Linked DNA regions of Mus musculus: all the other regions are linked to region 1. A link is a contact called in public HiChIP or PLAC-seq data. All regions are on one chromosome and are shown on one strand. Each heading gives the region's core, a stretch centred on a gene start, on an enhancer-like site or on the middle of the called end of the contact. The rest is flanking DNA. Distances are from core to core; before and after follow the strand shown. Region 1 overlaps Sox2ot (SOX2 overlapping transcript (non-protein coding)). Region 2 overlaps Gm38505 (predicted gene, 38505). Region 3 has its middle 68 kb from the start of Gm52623.

Region 1 (3,428 bases), core at 373-2,872:
ACCGCGGACGCTAGGGTCTTCTGAGTGGCAAGTCCCAGCCTTTGGAATTCGGGTCAGAGGAGAGAGACTCGCAGCCTGTGGAGGTTTTGTTTTTGTGTGTGCCCGCCTCTCCATTTTAGTCAACTAATACTGCCTGTCGGGGAAAAGGAACAATTCGCTCCCACCCACCCCTCCGCGCCTTTCTAAGATAAACAGGAGGTGCGAAACGCTTCTGAGCACACGCGCCCCGGGGCCCTCCTCCCACTCTGTGCGCCAACCGAGCATCTGTCCCCGCGTCCCCGAACCAGACCTGGGTGACAACTGCCGGTATTTCAAAACCGTCCCACTGACCGTCAACCATATTTACAATCCCCCACCCCCCAAATCGAGTCACTTCTCTGCCCACTCTCTCCTTTTCTGAGAACTTAAAAGAAGTGGAAAACGTTGAGGAATTGAGAGTGGACTTTCAAAAACGAATCTTTGCCCACCGAAACACGCACTCGCACTTTTTAAAAAGTAGTATTTCAGCACAAGGAGGACATTTGGAAACTTTCTCTTAACAGGAGTCGGGCACATTGCTATTCTTGTGTGTTGGTCGTCTGGCCTCCCCACCCGCGGCGGACAATACCCGCATTGAGACGCGGTGGCCTGCGGGCAGCGGGAAGCTTGGGACTGCGCAGCCTCCTCCAAGGGGCCCGCAGCTACGGGAGCACTAGGATGGGAGCCGGGGCGGGGAGGTCGGTCGCCGGAAGGACAGCCATTAGAAGTATCATTTTTGCCTAAAGCCTTATACTACGCCTCGCTTTGAGGACTTAGATACAGGGTTGTATAAAGACTTAGAGAGTAGGAAGACCGACTCAACTGAGGACGAGTTTCGCATTTTGTTTCATTTTAATTGTCACCCCACCCCCCCGCACGCACGATTTTATTTAGACACTGAATTTTGCACCCCAGGCGGTCCAACCCCACAGACTTCACTCCTAGGCACCTCGTCTTTTGTTAATATCTCAACCTCGGGCTCTGACGCTAAGCAGGCTTCCGCCTTGGTGCCAATTTTTGTCTCACCCGAGCCCTGGTACACTGCAATCTCGCGCTGGGAGTACGGCACCGCAGAGGGCGGGGGGAGCCCAGGTCAGAGACTCGGGAACATTCTTTTCTAAGCTCGATTGTTTTCTCCCTCAGAGCACACCAGCACCCAGGGCCTTTGCAGAAGAACCTCGAGGTCAGCAGAGGCCCTCGGAAGGGCGCCACAGTGGCTGAAGCTGGCGTCTTAGGGTTTAAAACGTGCACCCCGCCGAGTGTTGGGACCACGTGCTGCGCCTTCGAAAGGTGACGGCGGCCCCGCTGCAGTCCCGGGCGGCGGGAGATGGCGCAGGGAACGCCGCAGCCCCCGGTGGCGGCAGGGGCGGGTGCTGTGTGGCAGAACTGGCCTCGGCGCTGAGTGCAGAGAATTATCTGGAGCGTGCTTGATCTGGGGCTGCGTAGTCAGCGTAGTCAGCTTCTGCTTTATTTGTTTGTTTGTAATCTCATATTTAGCAAGCCAGGACGGTGGCAGCGAGGGAGAAAGGAAGGGATGGAGGAGGGGGCTTCGCGCTAACCACACCCCTTCCTAATGAGTTAATTTCCATATTTGCGTCTCCCGCTTCTAGCGCCCTCTCTTTCCGGGCGCCTCCGTGCAGTTGCGTCTTGCGCAGCTCAGACACTCTCCACTTAGGAATGAAACAAAAAAGCCCCGGGTAAGAGCAGAAAATTGGTCTATTGATAACATTCGCTCCGAGTGTTGATCTTGGCATTGCGGGCAGCCGGTTAGTCTCCACCCCACTCCCCAAATGGGTCACACAGGGATTGCAGAGGGCTTGCGGACTTACTAGCTGACTGCAGACAGACGTTGACGTCCCTCCCGCCTCCAACTGTCCGACCCTCGCATCGTCTTTTCTCACAACTTCACATTTTTTTGTCCCTCAGGGTAAAAACAGTGGAAACCTAGCCAACGCAGAAAAGGAGGGGAAATAATCTCAAACAAATGAATCAAAAGCGAAAGTTTCAAACTAGAGTCGGACTGGGGCAGGGGCGGGGGGAGATAAAGTTTTGTACTAGAAAAGGAGTGCTGGTCGAAGCTGGAAACAGGCTCTAGGGTGGACACCTGTGGGAATAGATTAAGGAAAGCTACGAACTGGTATTGCCATCCAACAAAAAGTTGTGGCAAAGACAGTGAAAGGAGTTTTGGAGACACAGGAACTCAAAGGCAAGCCACGAATCAGGACTTCTATCTCGGTTGTCTCTGCTTGGATGAAGGCTCTGTTCAAAAAAGTCCATGCAAGAAACAGACCTTCCCAGTTGCTCACCGCCCCTGTCCCTCCCCACCTTGGTGGCTTCAACTCCTCTCTGGCTGCAGTGTCTAAACAGCTCTCTGGTCAAAATAAACTGTCCCAAGAAACTTTCCAAACTGGGGAGCAACTTAGGCAGTTAGGCAGGGAGCTTTAATCAAGATTTGTAGCTCTGCGAGGGGCAGCGACAGCAAACATCCCGCAGGTGTACGCCGTAACTCCACCATCCGGACTCCAATGTAGATTACTCTGGCCGCGTTTGATCGGCTCTTTGAAAGCCTTTAACAATTGCCTGTGACGAACGACCGGGCTCAGTGTTTTCTGAATAATGCCTTGAGCGTAAGTCCTCGGGGTCTTTAAAGAGCTCCAGTTTGAGAGTGCTAGAGGGTGTGTGTGTGTGTGTGTGTGTGCTGTTTTCGGTTTTGCTTTGAAGGAGAAAGGGGGGGAACTAGTTCGGTTTAGCTTGTACCTCGTCAACTTTTAGCTGCTAACAGGTATCACTCAAGTCAGTCAAACGCTTGATCCCTGTCACCTTTGCTTGCTGTCTTCCAGAAGCTGTGTATGGCATATTGTCTGTGTCAAGAACATTGCTTTTCCTTTTAATAATGCATTGTGTATATGTGTATGTACATATTGTATTGTGTTGTGTTAATGAAATGACACAGTTACTAATTTTCTGTCTTGTCAGTTACAACTGCACTTCCTGCTCTGTTGAGGTAGTTAGAACAAACACTATTATTATTACCACTTTAATACTGTCCTAGTATCTTCGCTGCTCTTTCTAAACTGTATCTATTCAGTAAGAGTTGGATTCGAACGTCAACGTTTTCCAAAGTAAAACCCGTAGTTTGCCACAACCCCTTCCAACACCTAGGCACCAAAACCCAACACCAAATTTTTTTTTAAAAGGAGCTGCTTCCAAACCTGTCTTGTTTGCCTACCGTGTTTACATAAGGGGAGGGAGGCAAACTTTTGTCTGAAACTTACACTAAGCAGAACTTCCATTTCTTAGAGTGTCAACAGTTGCAGGGCTTATCACACCAGTGTGAGGGGCACACATCTGAATTGAAGGCCCACTCCTGCCACTTCAGAGCACGAAGGGCTACCTGTGAATGACTGTTA
Region 2 (3,370 bases), core at 193-2,692, 340 kb before region 1:
ACTGTGCGGCTGTGAACACTGTCAACAAATTGTACTTTGTTAATTTTTTTCTTATTAAAAAAAAATCCAAGAAAAAGACTTGGGAGTGCAGGTGTTCTGAGCACTGAGGCAGAGGAAGGAAGGCGAAGTTAGTACAGCCTTGGCCATGGGAGCTGGAATTGGCTCTCCATGCTTGAAGCATTCCCTGTCTCCTGCTTCTCTCTACCTATTTTTGGGTAGACAAGAAAACCCTCTATACGCACTGGCTCTGGCTGGTTTGGCTGGCCTGTGAGGCATTTGCCATCAGAGTCAGTATCTGTTGATCAGCTGCCGGAGCTTGGAATCAGCTCCTGGTGTCATGACCTCTACACAGGATGTGCTTGGAGAGAGCGGGTCCTTGTGAACCCAGCAATTCATTGTTATTAATTTGAGGGCTTTCCGTTTTGTTTGGGTTGGAGTCAGGTTCTCATGTAGCCCAGGCCAGCCTTTCATTGGCTGTTTTGAGATTGACCCTGAACCCCCCACATCTTGCTGCTGCTTATCCCAAGTGTTTGGAAGACAGGTGTGCGCTACCCTGGCTAGCATCTTATTTTCCGATTGATCAGATGTGGTTGTGGTAGGGAGGTGGTCCTGCACCTGTTCCTTCTACTGTGCTATCCTAAAGTGCAGGCTTGTCTTCAGCTCTGCGATTGCCCTTACGTCCCAGCTCCATTTTCTTAGCTGACAGCATTCCACATGGCACCGTGTATTTTGCAGACAGAACATATTAGCTGGGTTGGTACTGATTGGTGCCCCTACTGTGGGCCTCTCTGGTTCTTTTAGCTGTGAAAGGGGACTTTCCTGTTGTTTCCCAGGTCCTCCCATCACTGATAACTTTGTCTCTTCATTCTTATAAGCCCGTTCATGCAACAGGAGTGGGTGATAGTTTGTGTTTGAAGAGAAACCCTCTCCCCACCCTGTCAAGATAAACTTACCATATTGAGAATGAACACTGAGCCAGACATGATAGTGATATCTGCATCTAACCTGGCAAGATGACTTGACTCCAAGAGTTGATCACCACTGTTTTAAATCCAACACAGAGCTGACAGGGCGGCTCTAAATATCAAGTGAAAAAAAGGCAGTGTGTGAGGTTCTGTTTTGTAACATTTTAGCAGTCTTATTTTTTGTCTCTTCTCTCCTCTCACTCTGATGATAGGCACTGGAGACCTTACAACTACTAATATGCAAATTATACAAAGAAACCCACAAGGCATAGCATCCCAACACCACAGACTAGGGAGGCTCAAACCAAGCCAGGTCTGTGTTGTGGCCTCACATGCTGGCAGAGGCTCTTCATTCAATGGTGGCTCTGGCTGCCCCATGTGGGGAACAAGCGTCTGCACTTCTCACAGCTGAGAGAAGACCCTGGAAATGACACATTTTACACCTCTCAGCCGAGCATCAGAGCTCGAAAGCACTTCACTCCCGTCCCTCTGGGACAGAGAATCTGTTTGCAGTAATCACTGGCAGTGTTGACAGAATGTTCGAAACCATCTGCTCAAGGGCAAGTGTTAACTCTATCACGTCCTAATATTTTAAGCCCACTGATCCCCGGGCCCAGGAGACCTCCTGATGGAACTCTCTTTGGGCTGCGTGTCAGCCTGCTGTCAGTTATTATCCCACCGCAGCAAGGCCTGATGCACCAGCCAAGGCTCAGCGAGGAGAGGCCTGTGATGAGAAGTGTCGCATCTGGCTGTGCCAGGCAGGTCCTGTCAGCTGCAATACAGCCGTGGCCGTCTGAGGCTTGCAAGAGTGCTTCTGCAATATATATGCTTCTACCTTTAAGCTCATTTCTATATACAGGCTTCTTCCCTTGTTGGTAGAAGGCATGCATTATTAATATGGGTTTGTATCCATGTGTGCATTTCCGCTATGCGCACATAAGTACTTACAGATGTGCCTATAGTCGTAGGTCACCAGACTGCCAGAACTACTTCATAAAACATAGAATTCAGCACACAGGTTTTCTGGGGCATTACTCTCACATTATGCTAGCCAGTGATAAGTTGTTTAATTATTTGCACTATTCACTTATTTTATATGTATCACTGGCACAGTTGACATGTGATATCTGAGAATTAAAAGCTTATAGAACAATTAGGGGGAGACACACAATCTACAGTAAAAACATTAGAAAGCCCAATGGGCTAAAGACTTTGTGTTTCCCGAGGAATCCATTTGGCACTTCCTGTATCCCAGCCACTGGGAATGAAGCCTGCTGAGGGACCCCTCCCTGAGAGTGTCTCAGGCTCTCATCAGTGAGGCAGATGCTATTGGCCAGAGTGGCTCCTGGAGCACTGAAGGAGCTCCCGAGGTGAAACCCAGCACTGAGGAGCAAGTTCTCAGCTACAAGAGCCCAGATTTTATATGATGCTTCAGGTTTTCATTTTTGTTTTTGTTTTTATTTTTGTGGGAGACATCCTCTGCCTGTTTCCGTGCTGGGCCTTTCTAGGTGTGTGGCAGGTAAAGCGTGAGCAGAGACTGGCTACAGACTCTGCCCTAGCACTGTACTAATAGGCTTATGCCCCAGATATAACTGAGAGTAACCGAGTCAGTCCATAGTCACTGGGGCGGGTGCCACATCACACCAAATACTCATAACACATCTTCTTACTACCAAACTCTGTCAGGTCCCTTATATAGATCCCACTGTTATTATAATCCCCACAGAGTAAAGATACTAAGGCTTAGAAATGTAAAGGCTTGGTCAAAGCCACAAAGCTAGGGAAGTGTGTGAGCTTGGGCCACAACTTACACAAAGGACTCAAAGCTCATTCATACAGCTAGGCTGACTCAGTGCCAAAAGAGCACTCACCCAGTTCTTGCAGGTCACAGAGCAGAGCAGTGGGACTGTGTGTCTTCGACTAGACCGCCCCCCGCGGGATGGTCCCTTCTCACTTACTGGTCAGGCATTTATTATGCCCAAGTCCTGTGCTACCGGAAGGAATGTGGAAAGTCAGCTTGGGGTACAGAGCAGTTCTGCATCCTTCACATATGCATGGTTTTGTGGAAAGTGGAAGAATGTGAAAGCACACCATCTGATGAACATGCACAACTAGCAACTTCTGGATGTACTAGTGAGTGTACTCCTGTGTGTGTGTGTGTGTGTGTGTGTGCATGCATGCACATGTACGTGTGTGAGAGAGTACACTGTGTGCAAGTGTGTGTTCTGTGTGTGTGTGTGTGCACTCTGTGTGCATGTGTGTACACACAAGAGAAAGAGAGTGCACTGTTTGTGCGCATGAGAGAGTACATTGTGTATGTATGAATAGAGAGTGCACTGTGTGTGTGAGAGTGTTCTCTCTCTCTCTCTCTCTCTCTCTCTCTCTCTCTCTCTCTCTCTCTCTCT
Region 3 (3,500 bases), core at 312-2,811, 470 kb before region 1:
GAGAATGGGAGAGAAGCGGGAGCTGTGGACCGGGTGTTGAAGTTACCGTGGCTCTGTGGACTCAGTCGTCTCCAGTGGGGCCGAAGTTGGACGTCTCGCTGTCCAGGAGACTGAGCGGTCTGAGCAGGGAAAGTTTGGAGCTCCGCGTGATTGGAAAGAATGAAGGTGTGAGGATTCTGCCAACTTTTTCCTTTCTCTGCGTGTGCTGGGATCTTGTGGGGACTGCTTCAAGAGAACCCGCAGATGTGAGTTTCCCGACGACTAACACTTACTTCCCTCTTCTTTTTGCCTGCTAGATTTCTTCTCACCAACCCCTCTTCACCCGTCGGAGCCAGAAGGATGTGTGGATAGACGGCTTAAGAACAGTAAGTAACGTGAGCTGTTTTCTTCCATCCCTGTTCAGGATTCGTTGCAACAGAGCTGAGGTTTGCTTGTTGGAGGCGTTTGGGATAAGCACGCACTCCTTGAAGGGAAGGGAGCTTCCTGCCACGTTTGCGTTGTTTGATGTGAATTCTGGTTGACTTAGCTGGTTTTTACTGGTGACAATCAACGTTCTCAGTGCTGCTTCCTCTTGTGATCTGTGATGCTGAGCTTTGTGTGGCATGGAACATACGCGTGCTAGTGTAGTAGTTTAAGATACCCTGTGAGTATCACAGGCACTAGCTCTGGGGTTGCTTCTGTGAGCTAAGCACCCCTTGTACATTTCCCTTTTAAGTTCCAGTCATCATGATTTCTCTCCATTTATGCATGAGGTAAAATTGTAGCAAAAATTATGTGAACATATTTTCTCACAATAAACATCAGAGAGAGAGAGAGAGAGAGAGAGAGAGAGAGAGAGAGGAGTTGTTTTGCTACTTAAAAGTCAAACCATTTTAAAGGTGACTTAAGCAAAATGTCTTGTCATTTAAACATTTCAATGAACCATAATACAAATAACAAAGGTAGTTTCCTGTTTGAGAAAGGGAAAAGTGCATTTTTAACGTCCCAGAAGTCAGACAGATCAGTTACCTGAAACCTTATACTTTGGATTAGAGCCCATGCCACAGGTAATCTTAAAAAGGCAAACGGAACATTGGCACTTGTAAGTAGCCACAGTGTTATTTTAAGTTTGAGAGGTAGCTCAGCCAGAATGGCATAAATGAGCACAGCCAGCTCTCCTGTCTCAGGGTGGCATGAAAAGTGTTTATACTGAAGACCACATTTCAAAGGTGAGGCGCAGAACCCCACAGAGGCAGCCTTCCTGCTCCCAGAGCCAAGAGCAAAACAACCCAGTGAGATCAGGGGCTTTAAGGACTGTTTAACTCTTTAGACTCTTGGCTGAAGGTTTGTTGTTGTTATTGTCTAATAGAGAGATGCAATGCACAATACAGGACTCAGGTGGTCTCACACGAGTCTTGATGAGGGACAAGCCATGTCCCTCTGACGGTTTGTCACATGGAATCTGAATTCCCAGAGGATTGCCTCAGACAGGTCTGTTTTCCACACTCTGGCTGTTCCTTTTTGCCAACTTCCTGAAGCCACATCTCCAAGCCTCGAGGTTTTGAGTCATTGCTGCCTCCTAACGCCTGACTTTGAAACAGCATGCCTGGCCAGCTGCCGTGAAGGTGGCACTGGGGTACTGGTTTGTGCTGGTATTGCAGTTTCAAAGGGCTTTACCTCTGATTATAACAGTTCCTGGATAGTAGACTGAAACCTGAGGGACGGGGCTGGGCACAGGAGGAAGAGCAAGTCAGTTAGCGTGTAGTAACCTATCGGTGAGGTGGTGTGGTACTCTATGTGCTGACCCACATCAGTATCTGGGAACGATGCCTTACAGTGTTGACCCCCATCATTGCTGACCCTCGGCATCGATAATGTGTGCTGTTAGCTGGTCTCGTGTACAATCAATATCTTATTTTTCATAACTTTTCTTGAGGGTTATCAGAGTGCTTCTGCTGAAATGGACATACTTTATGTTAGGTGAAGTGTCTCTGCAAAGAAGGTATTAGAAATGTGTAATCAGACCAGAAAGCCCATGGGGCCTAACGGTTCAGCCCGTGGATGCTTAGCTGCCTGCTTAAAGTTTTGAGAACCTCTGATGGCTCTTGGTGGTAAAGCCGTGAGAATTTCTGCTTCCCTCTGGTTTAGACAGTGTTGTATAAGATTGCTGTCCGTGTGCTGGGGACCTGGAGAGCTGGTTAATCCCTGAGTAGTGACTGGGTCACCAGGATCATTGCATTTCTGGCTTGCAAGCCCCCTATTCTTTGACATAACAACTGATATACTACATATTTTATTCTTTGTAAAGCCAAAGCAACCGCCGATCAGCTAATTCCAGGGATCTTAGGAATCTAAGATCTGTGGGGTATCTTCAAAAGTTACAGGAATAGAGGGTGAGATTTCTGAGAGGTGCTGGTGAGTCTGAGACTTTTTTGAGGGTTTTGGTGTCCTGCCTTCTTGTTAGGGCTGCTTGGAGACTTTTGTTAAGAGTCAAGGCTGTTTTCCATCACAGAGGCCACCAAACTTCCAGTGTTCTCGAGGGGCTTGGAGAACCTGAGAGGAGGCGGAGGTTCAAGCTGGACTTTACCTCCCCTGGCATGGAAGGGTCTGTGCCCTGAGGTTCTGATGGTCCCTAGGCCGCCCTACCAGGGGGTGCTTGCTTTCTGTTTTCAGGGTACAGAAAAGGGGCTGGCTGGTCTTAACTCTAGGCTCTGTGAGTGCTGCTCTGGGCTGTTCACTGTCATGTTGGTAGAATCTCACTCTCTCTAGCTGTCACATGGGATGCCTTTGAGAAGATGTGGGAGGTGCCCTCTCTTTGTAAGCATGATGATTGGTCCACTCACCTTACATGGTGATGAGCAATGGGCTTCCTTAGACAATAACATCACTATAAACCCAGAGGCATCCAGGTTCTGTGGGCAGCGAGAACAAAGCACACGCATATTTTGATCAACACTAAGATTGGTCCAGTGACCCATGACCCTGGAGGGAAGAGTACCAACTTCCACCATGCACTAAAACTGTAGTGGGAAGATGGGTGACCCAATACAGGACATACATTCTCTTGTAGCCCCACCTCTGCATGGGTTTTGATGTAGCCGCTGTAAATAATTAGGTCTAAGACTCAGGGACAAAGGAACCACACATATAAAAAGGTCACATACTAATTATTTTTTGAGTCAAGCTCCTTTAGACTCAATATTTATTGCAGCAGAAACAAAAGTGGAAAACCCCACCATCTCACACAGTAAGTACGTCACCCATGATGCTGCTCACCCTCACAGATCTAGAGTCACGGTCTCACAGAGGGGAAAGCAAGATCAGAGGGAGTCAGTACTGATGTCTGTTCATACAGGCATCGTGAGAGTGTAGGCCTGTGCTCTTCTCATGCCTAAGCATCTTTTGGGGTAACACAGATGTCTGGTGCTTTTTGAGGGGTAACACAGATTTCTGGGGCTCCTGTCCTGCCTAGTGTATTTATGTTTTCTGTCTTAGTTCGCTTTCTGGTACTGTGATAAAAC

What was found. HiChIP or PLAC-seq counts read pairs in DNA pulled down with a chosen protein or histone mark.
Region 2: a contact with region 1 is called in an H3K4me3 HiChIP or PLAC-seq map of embryonic basal ganglia, with 2.7 times the contacts expected there. The contact joins two enhancer-like sites. A contact is called at or near these places in 7 of 115 datasets of contacts at active chromatin or transcription factors (embryonic basal ganglia, embryonic forebrain, embryonic hindbrain and 4 more).
Region 3: a contact with region 1 is called in an H3K27ac HiChIP or PLAC-seq map of oligodendrocyte precursor cells, with 5 times the contacts expected there. The contact joins two enhancer-like sites. A contact is called at or near these places in 10 of 115 datasets of contacts at active chromatin or transcription factors (SST interneurons, astrocytes, differentiating embryonic stem cells and 6 more).

Annotation. Positions count from the first base shown.
Region 1 is chr3:34,662,804-34,666,231 of GRCm38.p6, forward strand. The region is part of intron 4 of Sox2ot (SOX2 overlapping transcript (non-protein coding)); the gene reads left to right. Among named protein-coding and RNA genes, the nearest start is that of Sox2, 15 kb to the left of the region's middle. Within about 2 kb of position 1,623, at least 82 of the 459 cell types and tissues checked have an H3K27ac peak or open chromatin away from gene starts, as enhancers often do. A contact at or near this core is called in SST interneurons, embryonic basal ganglia and oligodendrocyte precursor cells, where this site is marked.
Region 2 is chr3:34,321,284-34,324,653 of GRCm38.p6, forward strand. Gm38505 (predicted gene, 38505) reads right to left here. Exons shown (of 5, transcript NR_166363.1): 4 at 954-1,077. Among named protein-coding and RNA genes, the nearest start is that of Gm38505, 29 kb to the right of the region's middle. Within about 2 kb of position 1,443, at least 20 of the 459 cell types and tissues checked have an H3K27ac peak or open chromatin away from gene starts, as enhancers often do. A contact at or near this core is called in embryonic basal ganglia, where this site is marked.
Region 3 is chr3:34,196,865-34,200,364 of GRCm38.p6, forward strand. No RefSeq gene overlaps it. Among named protein-coding and RNA genes, the nearest start is that of Gm52623, 68 kb to the right of the region's middle. Within about 2 kb of position 1,562, at least 32 of the 459 cell types and tissues checked have an H3K27ac peak or open chromatin away from gene starts, as enhancers often do. A contact at or near this core is called in SST interneurons and oligodendrocyte precursor cells, where this site is marked.